3 separate regions of the Mus musculus genome follow, and all the other regions are linked to region 1. A link is a contact called in public Hi-C and promoter capture Hi-C data. All regions are on one chromosome and are shown on one strand. The core of a region is the stretch at or near the end of the contact, and the rest is flanking DNA. Distances in the headings are between cores, read along the strand shown. Region 1 holds the start of Pcsk1 (proprotein convertase subtilisin/kexin type 1). Region 2 has its middle 82 kb from the start of Cast. Region 3 has its middle 90 kb from the start of Gm30867.

What was found. Promoter capture Hi-C pulls out the DNA fragments that hold promoters and counts their contacts. A called contact is a pair of places that touch in the nucleus more often than the background predicts.
Region 2: a contact with region 1 is called in a Hi-C map of group 2 innate lymphoid cells, with 1.8 times the contacts expected there. The contact joins the enhancer-like site here to the promoter of Pcsk1 in region 1. A contact is called at or near these places in 9 of 39 promoter capture datasets (the 3T3-L1 cell line, 3T3-L1-derived adipocytes, the C10 cell line and 5 more), 3 of 484 Hi-C or Micro-C datasets (cortical neurons and group 2 innate lymphoid cells) and 1 of 115 datasets of contacts at active chromatin or transcription factors (bone marrow-derived macrophages).
Region 3: a contact with region 1 is called in a promoter capture Hi-C map of embryonic stem cells, with 4 times the contacts expected there. The contact joins the enhancer-like site here to the promoter of Pcsk1 in region 1. A contact is called at or near these places in 11 of 39 promoter capture datasets (the 3T3-L1 cell line, the C10 cell line, cranial neural crest and 4 more), 2 of 484 Hi-C or Micro-C datasets (the AML12 cell line and cortical neurons), 1 of 115 datasets of contacts at active chromatin or transcription factors (embryonic stem cells) and 1 of 9 other capture datasets (adipose tissue).

What each region holds. Positions count from the first base shown.
Region 1 is chr13:75,088,165-75,092,360 of GRCm38.p6, reverse strand. It overlaps Pcsk1 (proprotein convertase subtilisin/kexin type 1), which reads right to left and starts at 2,504. Exons shown (of 14, transcript NM_013628.3): 1 at 2,120-2,504. The coding sequence starts at 2,299.
Region 2 is chr13:74,887,959-74,892,154 of GRCm38.p6, reverse strand. No RefSeq gene overlaps it. Among named protein-coding and RNA genes, the nearest start is that of Cast, 82 kb to the right of the region's middle. Within about 2 kb of position 2,079, at least 8 of the 459 cell types and tissues checked have an H3K27ac peak or open chromatin away from gene starts, as enhancers often do. A contact at or near this core is called in group 2 innate lymphoid cells, where this site is marked.
Region 3 is chr13:74,920,293-74,924,488 of GRCm38.p6, reverse strand. No RefSeq gene overlaps it. Among named protein-coding and RNA genes, the nearest start is that of Gm30867, 90 kb to the left of the region's middle. Within about 2 kb of position 2,233, at least 5 of the 459 cell types and tissues checked have an H3K27ac peak or open chromatin away from gene starts, as enhancers often do. A contact at or near this core is called in embryonic stem cells, where this site is marked.

The DNA of each region.
Region 1 (4,196 bases), core at 1,255-3,754:
ATTCTGAGGCTTGTTTCCAAAGCAAACCTTTGGGCAGAGAATCTTCTGAGAGCCTTAGATGGGCTGGGAGGAGGTGTTGAAAGCCATGAGACAAGGTTAGGGTTGCAGAGCTCTGTTTCTACCATCAGTTAGCTGTGCTTCTTGTCTCTACCCTTGTCCTATCTTTGACATGAGGCTGCAATGTTAGGATGCTTGTCTTAGTAGGGTTTTAGAGATGCTGGACAAAATGGGAAGTAAGCAGAGCCAAGAAAGCACCGCTAGTCTTTTGCAAATTATTTTTTTGAAACTTTTGTTATTGAATTTGACACTTTAGCAAAAAAATGACTAGAGGGAAGCTAGTTTATTTTGAAAAATACTTTTTATACATAGTGGTCTAGGTGTAGATGTGTGTATGACATTGATGTGTGGCGTGTGGGGGAGGAGAGTCTTATGTTCTCTTTCTTTTCCCATCACAAATATCAAGCTGCTGACTAAATACCACCTCTCCCACCTAGGACATACAAATTTCCATGATGCTTGTATTACCCACCTGGAAAATTCCATCAGCTACTCTCTCTCTTTGGTTCCCAAATGTTCAAGAATTATACACAATAACCAAACAATACGAAGCAGCTTTGTGTCTGTTTCCCCTGTAAACTATTTTCTATGCCTGGAGTGACTTCTCCAATCTTACTCACCATGTTCTTCTGGCAGCCTCAGACTTTACTCAACTCCTGTGTAGTAGATATTTTCCGTAGCTTTTTTTCATGCCCCCCCCCCAAATTCCCTTCTACCTTTCCCCCTTCTATCAAAAAACATGCTGAATTAAACCACCAACTACAACATCTCTCACACAAATTGCATTCAGGTCCATTGTCCTTAGCATGTCTTATCCTCCTTTTAGTCTTCAGTCCCTAAGGCACAGCCTGGAACTGTTCAGAAAGGCTCTGGGAATTTTATTGAGTTTCATGCTGGGTCTTTCAGGACCATTTAGCTCACAAAGTTAGAGAATGAAGCCTCTGGCTAGAGAAGGAATATTTCCTAGTGGATTTGATGTATGAAATAGACACTGCCTACGCCGATTACTCATCTGTGACTTCAGAGTCTCAATCACCACCTCCAGAATAGAAAACGCGCCAAAATGTTTTACAACTCGTTACTCCCTCCTCTCCCCCCTTAACTGTGGACAATTTCCCTGGCAATGGTGAGGGGTTTGACTCCATTTCAAGGGAAAGAAATGCTCAGATTAGAAATCACACCCTCTGTGATTCTCTTTTGGGACTGCTCTGCCAAGCAGACTCCAACTTAATGCTTCTGCGCACCCCTCCCCACCTGTCTGTTAATTCAGCATACACTTGGACAAATATCAGTTTATCTCATAACCCGAAAACCCCAGGAAATGTTTGTGCACACGGCCGAGGTACAAGACAGAAAGAGATCCTTTCCCCACAGTCATTTCTGCAACCAGACCATGCTAAGACACTGGCCATGCAAAGTTAGGAAGCTCAGACTTCACAAGTTATCAGGGAAAATCCTGAACTCCCCCACTGGCGATGCTCGGACTTTTTCCCCTACCTAATCCCCTTCCAGTTTCCCCTACAGATTCTGAACTACCACCACCATCACCTGACTGGGGAGTCACTAGTACCAGCAGCTGGGCGCGCCCTTACACTCAGGAATCTTCAAGCCTGCCTGTCCCCTGTTTTCAGTACTGGGAGCTGGTGCTGCCATATTGAAAAAGAAGGAAAGCGTCAGCTCTGGCCGCAAGCCTCCTGTGTCCCAGGGGACCGAGCTCACTTCCTTTCCCAAGATAGACGAGAGCCCCTGTGCACCTTCAAGTTCCCCGAACAAACGTAAAAGGCTTTTTATTTCATTTTCCAAACCTCGAGGAAGAGGATTTCAAGTCTAGAGCCAACAACAGAGAGAACAGTGTCGGCTGAGCAGCTTCCTCTTGTTTAGCGGCGCCCAGCCCAAACAGTAAATAATGCAAGCATTTCTCCTCTAAAAGCGCGAGCAGGGGGAGGATTCTCCGAGCTGCTTGCGACACTGGGCGCCGGGTAGCGCAAGCGGCTCCCACTTCACTTTAGCCCTACCAGAGTCCTTAAGCCCCAGAAAGTTTTTCGAAAGTGGAAACTCTTACCTGACCCAAAAGGTCATACCCCAGTTCTTCGGCGATGGCAGAGGCAGCTTCTTGCCCTCCGGGGATCTCCGCCGCCCATTCATTAACAAACTGCCTCTTTGCTTTTACACTGTTTAGTGCACACCAAACGCAAAAGAAGGCGAAAGCAGTACACTGCAGAGTCCAACCTCTTTGCTCCATGGCTCAAAACCTTGTTCTCACACAAGTAGGAAGGGCTGGGAGAAAAGAAGCAAGATCAGAGACACACCAGCTAGACTCGACCTTTCCACCCAGCAGCTTAAAACCTCTCCTGGCTCTGGGTTGCTCTACTAGAGCTAGAGGCTCACTGGGAGAGGCTGGGCGGCGAGAGCGAGCGCTCACTAAAGTGCTTCAGTCTCCCGACTGAGTGGAGCCCCAGCCTTACCAACCAGAATAGAAATGAGTGTTTACACGTCAAATCGACGAAAGCCATCTCTTGACGTCAGATCTACCTGGACTGAGAACTGGATGGTATTCCCGGCGGGGTGGAGAAGTGACTAAAATAGGCAGGGAAGGATTAAGAAAAGGAAAAGAAACTGGTGGGATCGGTCAGTTCTGCTGCCTGTTCATAAATACTGTAGCTGTGAGAAACATCTCCATTCTTCAAAGAGAACCGCCTCATTTGAATATAACTACCAAGATCCCAAGGCAGGAAGCACAACAATTACCCCTCACTCCCTACCTCCCACCCCCGCCTTCCATCTATTTTCTCTATCTTACCTTATATCTCCTATGAATGTGCCTGGTGATGATAGAATTCTTATAATGGTTCTTGAGTATCAGCATTTGTTATAAAACAGACACAATCTAGGACTCGTGTTTTGATCTTTCAGAGGCTGGGAGCAGAGGAGCGAAGCTACCTGATGCATTGTTTCAAATCCTGTAAGGAAATAAGCACTTCCTCTACACAGTGTTGAAACAACATTTTTATAGTGCGTTTTAAATCACTCGTAATTCCTCCTCTCTTGCTTCTGACCCCTACTAAAGCAGTTTCTAAAATTCGACCCCAGATCATTTGGAGCCCAGGGCCACCATCATTACAGTGTTTACATTAAAAAGGAGAAAAGGAAGACTGATTGATTAGCAACATGAGTTTTTAACATAGAAACATGTTTTAAATTTTCAACGAGGAGGTTCAGAGCCCCAAAGACTTTCATATCGACTCAGTGAGGGAGGTGGCAAGTTTCATTAACCCAGAACTTTCTATTTTTCCCTCACTGGAGATTTTAACTTTGGCACTGACTTGAAGCTGTGCTGGTACTTTCACATAAAATACAGCAAGAATCTTTGTGGAATACAGATTGCCCTTAGAGGGAGAATAAGAGAACGTCCCTATGCCCACCTTCGAAACAGCAATCATACTGCCTTGATGGACTCTAACTGGAGGGATTGAACAGAGGAGAGCAAACCCCAGCCTTTAATATTCAGCACCGATGTGTGGACAGCGATAATCTCAGTGCCTCTATGAAAGCCTTCTGAGCAGAAAGGGCGCTGCTGCCCTGGCCAGCTCTCAGCAGCTTTCTGTTTGACCTGGGTCTTTCCCTCCTTTGAACAGCAAACTAGGAAGCCTTAGTGGAAGTCTGATGAGGGTCATGATGGTTACTATGTGCATCTTGTTCACCGGGCCTACTTGGCAAGGAAAAGAAATTGAGAGGTGTATTTTTTTTTTCTGAAAAAGATTATTTAACCTCCTAAAGGGAGTGGGAGTGGAGGATGGGGGAGGGTGCATGGCATAAAGCAAGAAAAGGAAGACTACAGGGAAAGGGGACTACAACAAACAGAGAAAAGAAGCAAGAGATGGTCTCCACTATATGAAAACGAGGCAAGACTTGATGAAGGGTTCAGTAGGGTATGTGGGGGGGGGGGGGGCGCGGACACGTGTGTTTGTGTATACTGTATGTAGCCAGAACACAATGTTGGGTGTCCTACTCTATCACTTTTTGCCTTATTTCCCTTGAGACAAGGTCTCTCACTGAACCTGGGCTAGGCTGTCATTCAGCAAGCCTCAGTGATCCCCTGTTTCTGTCCTTCATAGCCCTGAGATTAAACCGGACCTAGT
Region 2 (4,196 bases), core at 830-3,329, 200 kb after region 1:
ATAGTACATTAAACATTTCACAAATATTAAAACCTATTTTTATTCATTTATTGACATAGAATCTCAGGAAATTTTACTGACACCACAAAACATTCTACATAATATCTATGTTTGCTATAAATTTTTTATATATTTAACTTTTATTGTTTAAGAGCTATATGTGTTCATATACTGAATTTTAGTCACTTCCCTCTCCCCTATTCTCTGTTCTCATGCCTTGCCCACTGAAAACTTTCTTCCAAATAAATCTCCATCCTGCTTCCTTGTCTTCTTTTTTGTGTAATCCATGAAGGTTAATACAATTTTTTTTTGTTCCATTTTGGGTAGAGGAATGCAGTCAGAGGCTACATATCTGAAGAAAATAATACCTCTTACCCAGCAACTGTTAGTTGTCAATAGTTCCTCAGGGAAAGGTGGGGTCTTGTTGGTTTTTCCCGTATCTTCATGAGCGAAACATCAGTTGTGCAGGTCTTGTGCAGATAACCCCAGCAGCTGAGTTTCTGAGTGCAATCTCTTATCCTAGCATTAGGTCTACAGTAACTGTTGCTCACTACAATAAGAAGCATATCTAGGTATAAAAATGACTGCTTAGAAAAAACAATGATAATACATTCCTTATAGGGTAATCAGTTTGAAAATTTACCAAAATACACCAACCCCTGGGCACAGTTTGAAATCTGGCCATCCCAACCCTGGAAATCTCCACCCTGGAAAACTTCTCTCCTCCAAAACCCTGTCTCCTGCTCACCTCCCTGCTGCTTCTCTGCACAGAGGCAGCCACCTTGAGTCTCTTCCAATAAGACTCTTGTGTGAGGTTGATTTTACTGTGTGATTTTGTGGTATTTGAGGGGACCATGGCAAGCCTGAGCACAGTGAGCCTAGTACAAGTGTGCTTTTACCTTCTCTCTCTTTTCTCTGTCTTGCTAAAAACTGTTAGCCACCAAGGTCTATTTCCTTATTTGATCACTTCTTCCTTGCTCAGCAACTAAAGCCCCCTTTGTCTCACATAATTAACATGTCCAATTAAAATTAAACAACTCTTCCTAATGCAAGGTTTCTCACCATTTTACCTTTTTTTTTTTTTTTTTTTTTTTTTTTTGGACAGGGTTTCTCTGTATAGCCCTGTCTGTCCTGGAACTCACTTTGTAGACCAAACTGGCTTTGAACTCAGAAATCCACCTGCCTCTTCCTCCTGAGTGTTGGGATTAAAGGCATTCACCACCACGCCTGGCTCCATTTTACCTTTATAAACTGTCATTTGCTATGTGCCATATCTGTCTCTTCTCTATCTAGAGGCAGTCCTTTGTGTTCTGGCACAAATAACCACCGCCCCTCCATCCCCTTTCCTTTCTCCCTAGTCCTCTATTGCCTGTCTTTGTCTCTTATTCCATGTTGTTTGTCCCTCAGGGGGTCTTGGGGAACAATACTTTTCCTAACAGTACTCTTTGGCTCCAGGACACCAAGATACCTTTCTATTAGAGCTGCAACACTTGTACTGGGAAAACCTTCCCTACCAGAGCAGAGCTGTATCTTTTCCACTCTGAGCTGCAACACCTATATCAGGACAGCTATTTCCCTGAGAACTTTGGAACTTACATTCCTTACCTAGGAACTCTGATTTCTTTAGCCAAAAACACCTCACAAAGTTTGAGTTACTTCCTATGGAGTAGGCCTAAAATCCAACAAGAAAGCAATTGGATAACCCAATACCAATCATAATATTATTAGAAAGTACATCTTGCTTTATAGGTCATCACTGTGGCTAAAAATAATTCGTAGTTGATTGTGACTATGGGTGACTTTTTTACCCAACCACCCTGTATGATCTCTTTTAACATCGTGACTGCCATCCAGTGGGGAAGAAGCACCTAGCTCACCCGCAGTTTGATTTGTCTATGCCTGTGACCCAAGTACGTGGTCTTCAACAACAGGGTCTTACCACCAATGTGCCCTAGGAGAAAAACTTCTCCAAAAGAAAAAAAAAAAAAAAAAAACAGCCCAAGGGTTAAATCGTTCTCGACCTAGATTCAATGTGCTGTAACGAAGGTGCAATGACAGGAAAAAGATAGCATCTAAAGTTGAGTCACAGAGGAAGGGGATAACATCTGAAGTTGTGTAAGCTTGGTCACATATGGAACCATGTCTGTTATTTCATACTTTTTAAAAAATGTTGTGGTCTTAGCTCAAACTAACTGCTTTGCATTCGGCCTTTTAATCTGCCTGCTTATTCTTGCTTGCCCAGCAACAAAATTTATATGATACTGATGTCTCTGCATATGGCACACATTTCTTTCCCAAGTAGAAGTGCCACCAGCCATCAGTTAATAAACTTTTGATATTTTATCATCTTTCCTTGGGTTTGGGTTCAGTACTAAGTCCATTACACCATCAAATTCTGATAGACATTAGAAAGCAATGAGTTTGCAGGGCGTTGGGCCTGCCTGGACAACTTGTTGCATAGTAGTTTCTTCAGAGATCAGAACATTCCATCTTGACTTGAAGCTCCTTAAGCAGGAAAATAATTCAGAATAGCCTCAGGAAGTTCCTGAAACTGACCAGATTCCCCAGCCCCTTATCTGCTGGAGTAAATAAGCCAAGCTGTTGAGAGTCACTCTCAGACAAGCCCATCTACAATGAAGATTGAGACTAGGCCAACAGACTGAAAGAAACTGAAGCCAGCTGAGCTGTGTAGGAAAAGGCTTAGACCAACTGAGTCACTTACAAAGGATATCAACCAACTTGTTAATCTGCCCGCAGGCTGCCCACTGTGTGCTCCAGGTTCTCAGCTTTTGTGAGCTGTCACCCATACTGAGGTGGGCTCTGGTGGTACAGCTGTCTTTGAGTCATGGCTGCTCCTATAAGTAACCCCTCAGCCCTATTCTGGTAAGTAGCCACAATAGGACTCATGAGTTCACCAAGTTGGACTTTGGTGATATCCATACTTTGGTCAGTTCTGGGTTCCCTACCTGGGGTGAGAAGTGTATGTGTGTTATATCTCCTTAGGTAAAGTTTTGTCACCAATACACTGGTAAAGAGTAAAGCATACCTAATGCTAGAATTTTCATTTCAGAACTCATTTCTTGGAGGCACAGTATATACACCTAGTTTTATGTTATTTTACTAAATTTTCTGTGAGAACTGCATAAACTAATTAAAACATAACTAGGAAAGCTGAAAACAAGGTGGTGACATATTGTGTGCAGCCATTTATGTCATTTATATCACACACTCTTCAAAGAACTTCTGAATTCTTATTATTTGATTCTCTAGTAATGTATCATGAAGAAGCTGAGTTAGTTGTACCATATTATAACACTTAATGGTAGACGGAGAGTCTCTGTCCCTAAATCCAGTACCCACTTTCCAGAGCATTTCTTTGTTCCCTTTTTCTTTTTTTCTTTCTTTCAGTGCTACTTTATACTAAGTCTTTACTGCCCATGTGAATTTTCTTCAGACTAGAAAGAAGAAAGGCAGTACTTGGAGTAACACAGAAAACATAAGTACATGAAGGAAAGATCACCACTTCTGACAGCAAAGAAGATGGAATGACTGGAACACAGGATGTTAGAAGAGTTCTTGGGATGTTGGCCAGATGTTAGCTACTCCTGCCAAGGCAACTACAGATAGAAACTGGAAGCAGCTTGAGTGGTCAGAGTGATGATGCTGTAAGGGTCCAAGAGTCACTGAAGGAAGATGCCAGACTTAAATGGTATCCAAAAGCAAAGAGTGTTTATTATGCAAAACCAACTAGCATGTGGGGGTTAGCCATTCATACAAAATGGTGATAGCCAGATAAGCCCACAGGCTCCTTTTAAGTGCAGCTAGGGTAATTTTAGGGATGGTTAGGTCATTTTTAGTATGATTGGCTATGTAAATAGCAGTTACATTAATACATTTTTAATTGGTTGCTATATTAGTTTTAACACTTTTGGTCAGGCCTTAGAGAAATTCTAGGAACTGCCTCAGTCCTTGAACTAGCTATCTCCCTCAGCAAGATGTCAGGGCTGCTGCTGATTAATGCATTGCCTGTGGTTATTGCTAATTGATTGATCTGTGGTTTTCTTCAAGAAACCTTGCTTGCTTCTTTGGGAAACAGAAGCTTAATACCCAATATGGTCGCCTGTTCTAAAATGGAGTGAGTTAGGGTCTCCTAATGCATCATTGGTTGATAAACAAACAGGAAGCAAAGCAAAAAG
Region 3 (4,196 bases), core at 984-3,483, 170 kb after region 1:
TTTTTCAGAAGAAAAGGTCAGTGGATTTGGATGAAAACAAGGGTAAGTTGTTATGGATACTGATTTAGAAAATATAAGAGTAGTTCCTGAAGTGAGCACACGTACTGTAATTTGTTGTCTCCCTTGTTGTGTACTACATTTAACCACATAGCTCTCCCTGATATTCACAAATTTCTAGGCTGGGCTTATCTGAGTCATATCAGCAGAAAATAATTTGTTTTTAATCCCTTGGATGTTGTTGTTTATATAAGACATAATTTTATCTCTCTGTGATTGAAAATACAGGAAAAATATGAACATACTTCTACCTAGGAGGTCTATAAAATTTTGTTGTGTACCTTGTTTCATCAGATATTATCACTCTTGTTTTTCTTCTTTAAAAAACTATTTTAGATATATATGTGTTATATGAATCATTTCATGATTGAATTTTCTATTGGAGGAGGAATAGGGTTCATAGTTAGCTTCAGTTTTCTTGGTATATCAGGAAAAAAAGAACCTCAGTTGAAGAATTTTTCCATCAGATTGGCTTATGGGGGATTTTCTTGGTTGCTAACTGAATGGGAAGGAAATACAGCCCCTGTGAAGATGGTTCTGGGTTTTATGAAGAAGGGAGCTGAGCAAGGCAAATGTAGCTGCAGAGTAATAAGAGTTCTCCATGGACTCTGTTTCATTTCCTGCCTCTAAGTTCCAGCATTGAGCTCCTGCCCTCGCTTCTCCTGATAAAATGCAAAATAAAATAACCATTTCTACCACAAGATAATTTTGTTCAGTGTTTTAGCACAGCAATCAAGAAACCAAAGTAGAACAAGTGGCCTACCCACTTGGCTACTTCGGTGCTAGTGCTATAGACAATCTCATGTCCTCCAGCCTTCTCACTCACCATATTTGCAGGTTCCATACTGAGTCCTTGTTCACTCACAGCAATATAAGACAGGACGATGTATGGAATATTTGTGTTTTCTTCTTACTAAGATTAATACATGTCTCTCCCCACACCACCAATGAGATGCCTGCTAAGATGTTTTCCCTGTTCCTTCAGTTGTGGGGATGAGAAGTTATCAGATACTGCTACATCCACTCCAGTAGTGACTCGCATGACAGGTCTAAAAATCTGGACACAGTCCCGAGGCGAAGAGTTCACAGAAACTTAGTCTCCTGGAACCTTGGCATTCCCATAGCAAGAATGCCCCAGATATGTCCCTGTGATAGTGTGAAGGGTCTTGCATGCTTTCTTACAGTATTAATAGTTAGAAATTAATACTGGATAATAGTTAGAAATCTTAGGGCAAGTTTAGCAAAGTATACTTAGAATCTTCATTACAGTCAGGTATGACAGACTACATTGCATATTAGAAGAAAGTTGGTGAGTTCTTCTGACAAATAGAGATTCCCTACAGATACTTAAAAGAGCAGCCAAGTTACTCCCATATGCAAGAACTTACCATGGCCTAGGAAAAAGGAGGGTTGTGGTCTAAGAAGGAACTAGAATAAATACTTAGAAAGAGCGCCAGGGCCAAAAAAGGGAAGTGGGTGGGTAGGGGAGTGGGGGTGGGTGGGTATGGGGGACTTTTGGTATAGCATTGGAAATGTAAATGAGCTAAATACCTAATAAAAAATGGAAAAAAGAAAGAAAAAAAAAGAAAGAAAAAACAAAACAACAAAAACAAAATGAAACGAAAAGAAAAGAAAAGAAAAGAAAAGAAAAGAAAAGAAAAGAAAAATAGATAGCTGAGTCACTCCCATACACAGGAATTTACAATAGCCTAGGGGGAAGGTGGACTATACAATAGACTAGAATTGGAACTATGGCAAGGGCATGAAGTCCTTTCCCCTGACTTCTAAGATTAAGTGAACCTTAGGTGGGGCTGCTTTTGATCCCAGTTGTTAACATTGACTTTATCCCAGTTGGTTCCTGTTAGCTTTTAGTATGCATTCTTCTGATTTGTTGTAAAAGTAATTTTGCATCAGATAACTTCAATGTACCTTGGATGGCCTTAATGTATCACTTAGTTTCTTTGTTTCCTGTAATATATAAGACTGATGCTCACTTTGACAAATTACATTCAGATACAGCACACTTCCTTGTGTCCATGTCTGTTTGTCAACCTTTTCTCGCCGACTCCTTGCCTACTTGTAACCAGAACCCTGATTTTTCCTATGGATTGAAGGGGGCCAACTGAGGCCGGTCTGAGGCAAGATACTAAGCCAGTAAACTAAGCCTTGGCATTTGTTTAAGGCACAAGCTCATAAAAGCAGTGACATGAAAGTACAGGGAGAGGAAGAGAACCACAGAGGTTAGGGAAAGCAGAACTGTATCAGTTCAAGTAGAAAAATGCTTTGGCCTTATGGTTACTATTGCTGTAATGAAACATTACTAAAAGCAATTTGTGGAGGAAAGGGTTTATTTTGCTTGTACTTCTCTGTCATTATCAAAGATAGTCAGAACAGGAACCCAAAAAGGCAGGAACCTGGAAGCATAAGCTGATGCAGAGGCCATGTAGGATTGCTGCTTAATGGCTTGTTTCTGGTAAATTGTTAAACCTGCTTTTGTATAGAAACCATGAGCTTACCAGCCCTAGGTTGGTACCACCCACAATGAACTGGGTCCTTCTCCATTAATCACTAATTAAGAAAATGCCCTACAGGCTTGCCTACAGACTAATCCTATAGAGGGATTTTATTAATCTAGGTTTCCTCCTATCAGATTATTTTATTTTGTATCAAATTGACATAAAATTAGGCAGTACACGTGTCCAGCATGAAGGGCGGGTCAGTGCCATGATGATTCATAGCACTCTAGGCCACATGTATGCCATAGAGGAATGGCCAGATGCTGTATGTCTAGCAGCTGGACATAGGTTCTGAAACACCTCCAAACTTAGCGGTGGTTCATATAACTAAGATACTTATTTCTCAGAAAGAATGACCAATATTATCCTAAAACTAAAGGGATACTCTCCTAATTCTGGGCTTTCTTATGAAGATAAAATATAATGTAATCCTAAAATTTTTACCTGAAATGATAAAAGCCATATCCCCAAATGACTCAAGAATATGTTTTATACGACCATAGGCAGATAAAACTTTGTAGAGCTTACATTGCAAACATCATAGTTTTGTATTATTCATTTATTTACCTTTGTGTTGTTGGTCTATATTTTGCCATGCTTTACTGAGTAGAGCTGGAAACAAAGCTCAAGTCTTCTGAGAAGAAATCGTATGCAATATTCTTATGTAGTTTTACTGTTTCTAAGGCTCAAGGATAGAAGTAGGACAGGATTCATTACTGATGTATCATTCATCTCAATTCCTCATATTTCACCTTTGATTCATCTTTTATTCTGTTTTCCTATGTTGATCTAATCCTACTTGGTTACTTTTCAGAATATAAACTTTTTAAGGACAGATGCTCAGTCTATTCGGTTACATGGACCACCGGTATCTCATCCATCCTTTGTCAGATCACCATGGATACTGAGACCAGGAACTGTTTGGTTCTTTAAAAAAAAATTAAATTATTCTGAAATTTGGTAGGAAAGAACTGTCTCTTGTTGATCTTATGTGTATAGGGAAGATTATTGTCTGCTGATACTTACCAGGATTTTTTTTCCTCTGTATCTGAGGTTGGTGGCAGATTTATAGGCCAAAACTAAGTCTCTAAGGGAAACTTAAGGTGTTTCAGCTAGGGATATTGATGATTTAGTAGATAATGTTCTTTTTTTGAATGTCAACTGAAACCAGTGGATTATGAAAAAACATCCTTCTGCTGAGTCATAAAGACAAGCTCTAAGTCTATTGCAGTTAAAAATTCATGAGGCATTTTCCAAAAGGCTATTAAAATCAGACTTGGCTATATTTTTTCTCTGTGCCTATTTAATTAAATATTATCTTCATGACTAAATATTATGAAAGAACTTGATGTTTCTCAATATCTTCTGCTTCTGATAATCAGATATAAATTCTGGACCTGGCTCTGGGATTATTGAATTAAGCTTAAAAAAATAGTCATTGTAGATAACCAAACAATAAAACCCACCATAAATATCAGCTACTAAACTTTGCTACAGAGCTTGACAATCAGAAACTTGACATGGATTTTCTTCCAAACTTGGATTAACCTTGCCAGCAGGAGGCTGAAAACTTTTGTCAGCTGCTGCTTCTAACTGTCTATTGTTAATTCTTTTTAACATGAA